Linked DNA regions of Mus musculus: regions 1 and 3 are each linked to region 2. The links are chromatin contacts, called in public HiCAR-type and promoter capture Hi-C maps. All regions are on one chromosome and are shown on one strand. The core of a region is the stretch at or near the end of the contact, and the rest is flanking DNA. Distances in the headings are between cores, read along the strand shown. Region 1 holds the start of Satb2 (special AT-rich sequence binding protein 2). Region 2 holds the start of Pgap1 (post-GPI attachment to proteins 1). Region 3 holds the start of Nab1 (Ngfi-A binding protein 1).

Evidence for each region. Promoter capture Hi-C pulls out the DNA fragments that hold promoters and counts their contacts. HiCAR-type assays count read pairs that join an accessible place to other places.
Region 1: a promoter capture Hi-C map of liver shows a contact between it and region 2, with 2.5 times the contacts expected there. The contact joins the promoter of Satb2 here to the promoter of Pgap1 in region 2. A contact is called at or near these places in 2 of 39 promoter capture datasets (hippocampal neurons and liver) and 1 of 115 datasets of contacts at active chromatin or transcription factors (astrocytes).
Region 3: a contact with region 2 is called in a HiCAR-type map of astrocytes, with 4 times the contacts expected there. The contact joins the promoter of Nab1 here to the promoter of Pgap1 in region 2.

The regions. Positions count from the first base shown.
Region 1 is chr1:56,969,835-56,972,828 of GRCm38.p6, reverse strand. It overlaps Satb2 (special AT-rich sequence binding protein 2), which reads left to right and starts at 1,495. Exons shown (of 11, transcript NM_139146.2): 1 at 1,495-1,717; 2 at 2,949-2,994. 9130024F11Rik (RIKEN cDNA 9130024F11 gene) reads right to left here and starts at 1,360. Exons shown (of 2, transcript NR_024326.1): 1 at 1,058-1,360.
Region 2 is chr1:54,556,386-54,559,127 of GRCm38.p6, reverse strand. Pgap1 (post-GPI attachment to proteins 1) reads left to right here and starts at 1,444. Exons shown (of 27, transcript NM_001163314.2): 1 at 1,444-1,694. The coding sequence starts at 1,548.
Region 3 is chr1:52,499,076-52,501,837 of GRCm38.p6, reverse strand. Nab1 (Ngfi-A binding protein 1) reads left to right here and starts at 1,390. Exons shown (of 8, transcript NM_008667.3): 1 at 1,390-1,628.

The DNA of each region.
Region 1 (2,994 bases), core at 246-2,745, 2.4 Mb before region 2:
CGCCGCTCGCAACGTAGCCCGCGTGGCGAGAGTGGCAGGGATGCAGCCTGCCTTGTGCCCACGGAGCAACCCTTTCTCCAGTGCCGGACCCACAGCCAGCCGGACGGGCGGAGTCTCGCTCCAGGCGTTCGGGACACCCGGGCTATTGTTCCGGACCCGCGGCCGCACGGGATTTGAGGGAGAAGTGGCCTTCCCCAAACGCGGCCGGGAGCGCTTCGGGCCGGGCCGGTCGGCTCCGAGCAGATGGGGAGCTCGCTCGCACCGAGAAAAGTTGCTCCGAGGGGCGGAGGCGGTGGGTGGTGGGCGGAGGCGGTGGGTGGGGGAGGCGATCGCCCTCCTATCTCCAAAGTCGAAAGTACTCGGCGGCGCAATTAACAGAGCCCGGAGACGAGGCAGCCTCTGCCGCCTCCCGAGCGCCAGCCTGCGCCTCTGCGGCGAGCCGCGACACGGAGCGCCCGCCTAGTCGCCGCAGCCTGCGCGCCGGGACGAGTGCGCCTAGGGGCTGGGCGAGGCGGCTGCGCCCTGGACTTGCTACAAGGAGGAGGACCAGACCCTGGGCCCTGGCGTTCGTCAGCGCTTAGACGCACCCATTCGTCGGCCGTGGCCACCGCCTCGCGCCACACTCAGTCCTCAGCCATCCGTCCTTCGTCGCCCGGTGCATGAGGTCCTTGCCACCCCGCTCCCACCTCCGACTCCCCCCTTCCTCCTTTTTCCCTGACTCCCACCCCCTCGCCTATCCCTGTGCCTCCTCCGCAGCCCGGCTCCTTGGGTCGCCGTGCTCACAGCGATTGATTGATTGATGTTTAATTTCCTGCCAGGCGGGGCCCCCCTCCCCCCGCAACCTCCCCAGCCCTCCTCCCCGCCCCCCACTCCCCTCCTTCATTGCGGTGGACCAGTCTGGCTTGGGTTTAGATCCGTCCCCCCCATTCCCATCCCGAAATAACCCAGAGACATCCCCTACCCCCACCCCAAATTATTATTTTGAAGGCGCTAGATCTGGGGACCGAAAGGGGGAGGGGGAGAAATCGGAAACCGAGGACAACCCAAAAGGACTCACTTTGCCTGATGACTCAACGCAACTAATAATCATCTCCCTCTCAGTGTCTTTCTCTCTGCGGCTTGTCAGTGAGTCCGGCTCTGGCTTCTGGCAGAGGCAGCCGCGAGGGGAGAGGTTGGAGGTGACAGCTTGTGCGGCCGCCGCGTTTTCTCTTGCGCGCGGTCCGGGGTCTCCGCACCTTCCCCGCTCTTGGTGGCAACGTCCCCGCGACTCTGGCCGCGCCTCCTCTGGAGCTAGCGGCTGTAGGAGCCAGCAGCCGCCGCAGCCTCCCAGTCCTCAGCCCTTTCTCTCCAGAACCGGTCTTCTACCCGAAGGTGTGAAAGGCTCTTTCAGCCCCCTCTCCCCCCCCCCTCCTCCGCCGTCCCCTCCCCCGCTCGCTCTGGTGCCCCTTTGGAGGAGTCCTCCTTTCCCTCTCCTCCTCCTCCCTCACTGCCCCCCGCCCCCATCATCATAACAACCATCTCCGAACCAGAAGAAGACACCCTGACCCAGGACCTTAAACGCTAGGACCGGGGAAGAGGAAAAGGAAAGGGGAAGGAGGAAAGAGAAAGGAAGACTAGGACAACACTACAATTCACCAAAAACTTTCCACCCTGGATTCTCTACTTTTGCTCCATGGACAGAGCCCCAGCCAGCCAAGTTTCAGACAGACCGTGAGCAGTAAGTACGCTGGGCGAGGGCTCCCACGCGGCGCCTGTAGTTCGGGAAGCCCTGGGCGCGCTAAGTTCCCCGGCTGTTCTGGGGCTCTGGCTCTCACGCGCGCTTAGGCGAAGCCGGGAAGTGCGGTGGAGCCTTCACTGGCAACCCCTCCGAGCACTCCCTACATCTTTCGCATTCTTCTTAACTCCTCTCTGTCCCCCACCACCACCTCGTCTGGACTCGTGGCGACTAGGCTTCTCCCGCGTCCAAAGCGCTCTTAGAGGATTCTCAGAGCCCCTGGTGTATTAGGGGTTCCTTTCATGGGTTTCAGTGACAATGTGGGCGCCGTTTCATCAGGTGTTTTCCCTTCTTCCGGGTCACTCCTCCAAAATTGAAGAGTATGGAGCACTGCTCGCCTAGGGACCTCGAGAAAAACTTTCCAGATTTAGAAATTAGGATTAATGAAGCCTGCTCCTGTACCTAAGAATCAAGATTTCTTTCTCTTATGTTGTACGCTTAATGGCTTAAAAAACAACAACCACATCCAGGATACGATGAAGATAAGAATGCTCCCAAATAATAATTGTGATCCTGGGATGGAGGGTAGCCTTTCCAAATCTCAGAGTGTTTTGGGATGCTCGCTCACGTGAAATTATAGTTAATTTTTTTGTGTGCAAAGGTGTGTGTTTGTGTACACAAGTGTACTTGGTCCATAAAGGTAAAAGGTGGGGATTCCATGGATCCATTGATCCAGCTTGGCCATCCACAGCGCATTTATCAAGCAATTAATTTGCTTAAGGACCCGTGTAAGTCCTTGCTCCCTCCCTGGCCTGGTGGGACCTCTCGCCCATAAGTACGCTCCTTTCAAAACCCTGACACCCCAAGTGGGGCTTATGGTGGTGGTGGCTCTTTATCAAAGAGAGGATAATGCCAGCGCTGCCCGCAATGAATGGGGTACTGCTTAAAGGCTTCGAGGTCCGACTCTGTCCACACAACTGAGGGCTAACTCTTGGGACCTGAGACAGAGCAGGTCTTAGTACCTCAAGTTCTGGGCAGCTTTGGGACCTCCAGTGTTTGTTTGGTTGGGACTTGCTTTCCCGGGACCCTTCGGTACCCTTCTGCAGCGTGGGAGGAAGTTTGTGTGGCTGCGGTGCAGTGCTCTGCCACTGGCCTGATCGTCTATCACGTGTGTGAGCGGTTTTCCCTCTTTTTTTTTTCCCTCCCCCTTTCCTCCCCTCCGCCCCCTCCCTAGGTCCCTGCGCGTTTTATTGCGACCTGCCGGTGGGAACTTTGTCTCC
Region 2 (2,742 bases), core at 195-2,694:
TGCTTATTAGCTAACTATTGCCCTGCTACTCAGTATTACCCAGACTTTCCTGGCCCTTCCAAATCTACCTCCATACCTCAAAGCAGCTCACCAGTCCATTTTCCCAGTCCTCTCTTTACAAATAGTCCGTATCTTGTAGCTAGGTGTATTTGCTTAGATATCCAAGTGTTTCTGTCTAGGGTTAAAAAAATTGTTACCCTTTTACCTTTGGATTGTAGCTTCTTGATGTGAATAGCAGGGTTTTGTATAAGATAAACAATTAGCTTCCTTTTCGGTCTTGAAATTCTTTGATTTCATGCATCCTATCCAGCTTTCCTCAAAATATTTGCTAGAAAATTAATCTAATAAAATAAAATTGAGTCAGTGCCAAAGATCATTCTAAGTAAAATTCTGAAGTTAGCAGCACGCACGCACGTGCACACACACACGCACACACACACACACACACACACACACACACAAAACTCATCTGCTGTCTGGTTAGCTTTAAGGGCTGACACCTCATAACATTTCAGCGTTTCGAAGCTGTTACAAGTATTATCAATGGGTTTAATTTGCTTTTTTAAAACCCCTTCCTTTGTGTAAAGACAAATGGAAATTCTTCAAAATGAACTAAGTTATGAGAAAGAGTGGAAGCTTGAGCAAAATTCTCTTCTAACGTCATTGTGGAACCAGTCCCCAGAGACATGGGGGACTTGGAGAGCACCTCAAGTCAGTGCCGACCTGGTCCTGCAGGTACCAACTGGGAACATCATGTTGGTAGGTATTTTTATATTGTTTTTTTTTTTTTTAGACTTCGTCTGATTAAGGCTTCCACCAAGAACAGGATTTCCTTTGACTGTCGTGTGTTTTGTTTCAATGAGCAGGTGTTGTTACTACCTACAGGGCCCAAGTCGGTGGTCTAAGAGGAAGGGGGAAAGCCATTTGTCTCTTCTGGAATCAAGCTAGTTGGTCCTTGAAGCGAAATTGCGGAGGCCCGAGATGGTTCAAAATTGAACAGGATGGGGTTTGAAACTGTTGCAGGGGAAGGTGTGCGTGACAGCCACCTGACACGCCTTTGATGTGCCGCCTCTCTTGGCCAGTTAGCTCTGAATCTCTAACAGTCTCTGGACTCTAGGGCGTTATCCTTGCCCCTGGCCAATTCCTGCGGTACCCACCCGGCCATTCCCTCTCCTGCCTCTGGGATCCCGCGCTCCCATCCCCCTCTCCCTTTCTTCCTCCACTCCCCGTCCCCCCGCCCCTCTCGCCCCCTCCCTTTTCTCTCCATGCCCTCCAGCCCAGCCCACTCCGCTTTCTCATTCCATTTTTTAGGCACACAATCTCGCTCACGCTGCAAACGCCCACAGCCCCCTCCTCCGTGGGCGGCACCGCGGGCCGGCTGCTCGCAGTTGCGCAGGCGCGCTGAGCGGCAGGCGAAGGGGAGGGGGTGCTGGCGGGCTCCGCGCAGGCGCGCGCTGCTCAGCTGGGCACGGCTTGGCACCGGAGTCTTTCCCTCGCTCTGTCTAGGCTGCCGAGCTTCTCCTGGTGTAGAGGCGCTCGTCTGCACCATGTTTCTCCACTCAGTCAACCTCTGGAATCTGGCGTTCTATGTCTTCATGGTGTTTCTGGCGACCCTGGGGCTGTGGGATGTCTTCTTCGGCTTCGAGGAAAACAAGTGCAGCATGAGCTACATGTTCGAGTACCCCGAGTACCAGGTACGGCCCTCCCTTACCTGCGCGCCCACACCTCCCGGGCTTCTCTCGGGCTCAGATGGAACGCTCCGACTCGGAGCTCTCCTGGCACTCGAAGTCTCCTGCTTCGTGCTGGGCAGGGCATCCTCGCCTCCGCGACCCCTCGTCCCCCACCCAGACTCCGGACCCCGACTTCTGACCGCCAGAGAGCCAGCTCTGGTCCCTCTCCCCAATCCTTATACTTCCCGGACCCTCCTTTGCTTGCAAGGAGATGATTTCTCTTCGCGCCCAGTGATGGGCGTGCGTCAGATTTCGCTTTTCTGGAAAGAAGCAGCGTCTTGCAGAGTTGCCAAAGCTGATTTAAAAAAGAGGCTCTGAGGTTTTACCTCTGGGTGAAGTGACAGACTGGCCTGATTAATAATTAAACTGAAAACTATCTAGTTTTCCTCCGGTGGAGAATTTTGCCGATCCACCTGTTCTGTAGGTTTTGAGTCCGTGGGTGTGTGAGTGTGCGTACCTGTGTTTTCGCATGCCTCTGAACAGTCAGTGACCTGCATAATCGATTACGATATCTGTTATAATCGGTTGCATGTACATTCTGGTGTTATTTTGTCTTCTCACTGGGTTTAACAGGATCTGCCTCCTCTTTCATCGCCCCCCCCCACCTCCTCTGTTCTAATTTGAATGCTTTCATTAATTGCTTCATTTGTTCCGCGTAGTAGAATCTAAAATTTCATTCATGACCAGCAGTAGAAAGAGATGATAACAAATTACACAGCTGTCAGGAGAAATTCCCTTTGGTGATATTTTTCTTGAGATTTCTAAATGAATCTAAATTTTGGAATATCTATTATAATAACTCCTATAAAATATGCATAATACATTTTGATAAGGTGCATTCTTAGTATACTTTTAGGATCATAGCAGATTTTTTTTTCTGTCGATAAAGAATGAAAATCAGGATTGAGTCTGTGTACAGGTCCTTATAGAGGGAGCCTGTTTGATGCTCTCTTATTTACATTTAAAAACTGAAGTTTAAGTTGCTGAGGAGCAAGCATCCTTTCCCATGGAT
Region 3 (2,762 bases), core at 141-2,640, 2.1 Mb after region 2:
CATCAGAGTTCCCAGTGAAGAATTAGAAGAATTTTGCGGATTTCATTGCTCGACTACCCATTAACCTCTACCTTTCCACACCGGCCAAGAAATTGTCTCAGTAGCCCTGACTGTACTACAACCACCCAAATTAAATTCCTCTTCGCTGAGCAGGAGCATAAACACTGACAATTGGAGTGGCAGGGAGACACTTGTAGCTGTTATTTCTTCTGAAGAATTTGAGGAACTAAGAATAATTATTTAAAATACCAACTATTCTAGACAGGCTTGTCACTAACAGGGAAGATATTTCAGCTTAAATGTATACTTAACCATGTAACTATATGTTTATATATTTATGCATTTAAGTACATATCTATTCCATTGACATCACTCATTTGTAGAACATGTTTTTACAAAAAGAAAAAATGGTTTATTTAATAAGGTCTTTTTCTTTCAATATTATCATCCCACCCATTGTTGCAACATAAAGATGTGGTTTAAAGAATTTCTCTTCTCAAAGAATGCCTTGTATCCCCTTCAACCAAGTAGGCACACTCTGGGAGGCCAGCCAGGAAGTGGGAACGGCCTCCTATATAAAACTGGATTTTTATATGTACATTAAAACAGGATTCTACCTGTATTGCAGTAAGAGCACACCATTAAAACTTGAATTCTTTTCTTTGAAACCCCCTCCCCAAGGAAGGCAAAAATAGATTTAATTTTTTTCCCCTTAAAATTTTGGCAATAGCTTTAGCTTTTGAGGTGCTGTAACACTTTCTTTGGCTAGAAAAGTTTATGCAAACCAAGCTCAAAATGTCTACACCTTGCCTTAAGAACTCTATTTTGACACGCTCAAGACAGCACCAGGAGTGTGTCATTTGCCTACAGGAAGACAACAGAGAATGGCCTGTAAAGTAACACAAGGTTTCCAGACATGAAAAGGGTGTCATTAAGCCACCAGGCCAGAGTTTCCCTTTCCTCCCTCCTCAAACCAGGCCTGGGCGAGGGTGGGGACAGGGTGGAGTGGGCGAGGAGGGACAGGTCCGCACCGCACCTGCGGTTCTGTACCCCCCCCACCCCCTCCCTCCTGGGCGGGCCCGGTGCGGGGCTTGGCAGGCAGCGCTGTCCGCGGATCCACGGAAGCCTCCTCCTCCTCCGACCCGCGCGCGCGCCCCCACCCGCGCGCTCCCAGCTGCCGTGGGAATGGGCCACCCCCGGGACCGCGCCGAGCCTCAGCCCCGCCGGCCCCCACCCCCGCCCCGCGGCCGCCCACGCCGGGATCTGCGTCACTCGGCCGCGCGTGGGCGGGAGCCGGAGCGGCGAATGGAGCAAGAGCGGAATCTCCCGATGTGACAGCGCGCGGGGCGGGGCGGGGGCGGCGGAGGTGGCGGGGGAGGGAGAGGGAGAGGCCGAGGGAGGGGCGGCGGGAGAGGCCTAGGGAGGGCGCCCGGGGCCGCCGCCGCCCGCCTCCGCCCGAGCCTCCGCCCGCGCGACCGAGCGAGCGCCGTCGGGGCGGGCGGGGGACGGAGCGCGCGCCCACCGCGTCCCTGCCCCCCTCGATGGGCGCGGGGGCGTCCCGGCCGCCGCAGCCGCCGCAGGAGCCCGGCAGAGCCGTCGTCGCGGAGCGCGCCGCAGCTGCGGGCCGCGTAGGTACCGGGAGGGCCTCGAGATGGAGCGGGGGGCGCGGACGCGTGGCTCGGCGGGGCCGTCGCGTCCTGCCGGGCGGGGGGCGCGGGCTGTGCGGGGAGGACGCGCTCGCGGGCCCGCGTGGGGTGCCAGCTCCGGGGCGACCAGGGACTTCCGAAAAGTGCCGCTGAGTCTCCGCTTTCTTCCTGTTATCCGCCCCTTCCTACTGTAGTTGTGTTTTCAGAGCGGAAGGAGAGTTTTGCTTGGAAGTGGCTTTCAGAAACTTGGCACCCAGGTGCAGGGAAGCGGGAGTCGCCGAGCCTTTGAGGCTGAGTGGGGAATGTGCAGACACGTGTAGGACAGAGAAGCTTTGGACGCAGGTGTGTGACCTTACGGGGACAGACACCGAAGTACGGTCAACCCGGGAGATCTGCAAGGAATCTCCTGGGTAGAGCTGGAATTTGCGTCTGTAGGTTGAGCTGACCAAGTTTTGCAGCGGGCGACCAGCGGGAACCGTGCCCTGGCTCAGGGAGGCTTGGGAAATTTTGGATTGCCTGCTAATTTACAATTTGATCCGAAAGAGCTGGTTTGGAGTAAGTTGTCACTACCGATTGGTTTGCCAGTGACGTGCCTGCCAACTTTACGGAGTGCAAAGATCAGAATCTCTAAGGAGATTCTAAGATCTCGTATAAAAATATTTTGGCAGTTTTAATAGTTAATATTAGATTGCATAGGAGCAGAGGAACCGAATTTAAAATAAGATTAGTCACATCCGAAATGGTTCGCTGTTTTGTACACGCAGCGAATTACCCTTTTTAAATATTCACTTTTTGAAAAATCTTTCTTTGTACAATATATGTTATGACATTTATAATTCATCTGCCGGTTTTAAGAAGAGATACTGGAGAGAGGATGTATAGGGTCCATTGTATCGGATAGCCGACCAGGGTGGAGGCTATCTTCCTGAGATTCAAAGAGCTGCTTCACACCCAGCTTCTGTGCCAGCACAAGTGACTTGGATTGAAGGTTTCTTCCTCCAGCTTGCATCTTTTGAGACATTTAATTCTGTTCTTTCAGTAAGCTCAAGCAGATAAATAAGTATGCTGTTGAGAATTTGTAGATAGGCAGTGCAGTCAGCCTTCTTCATCTCTGTT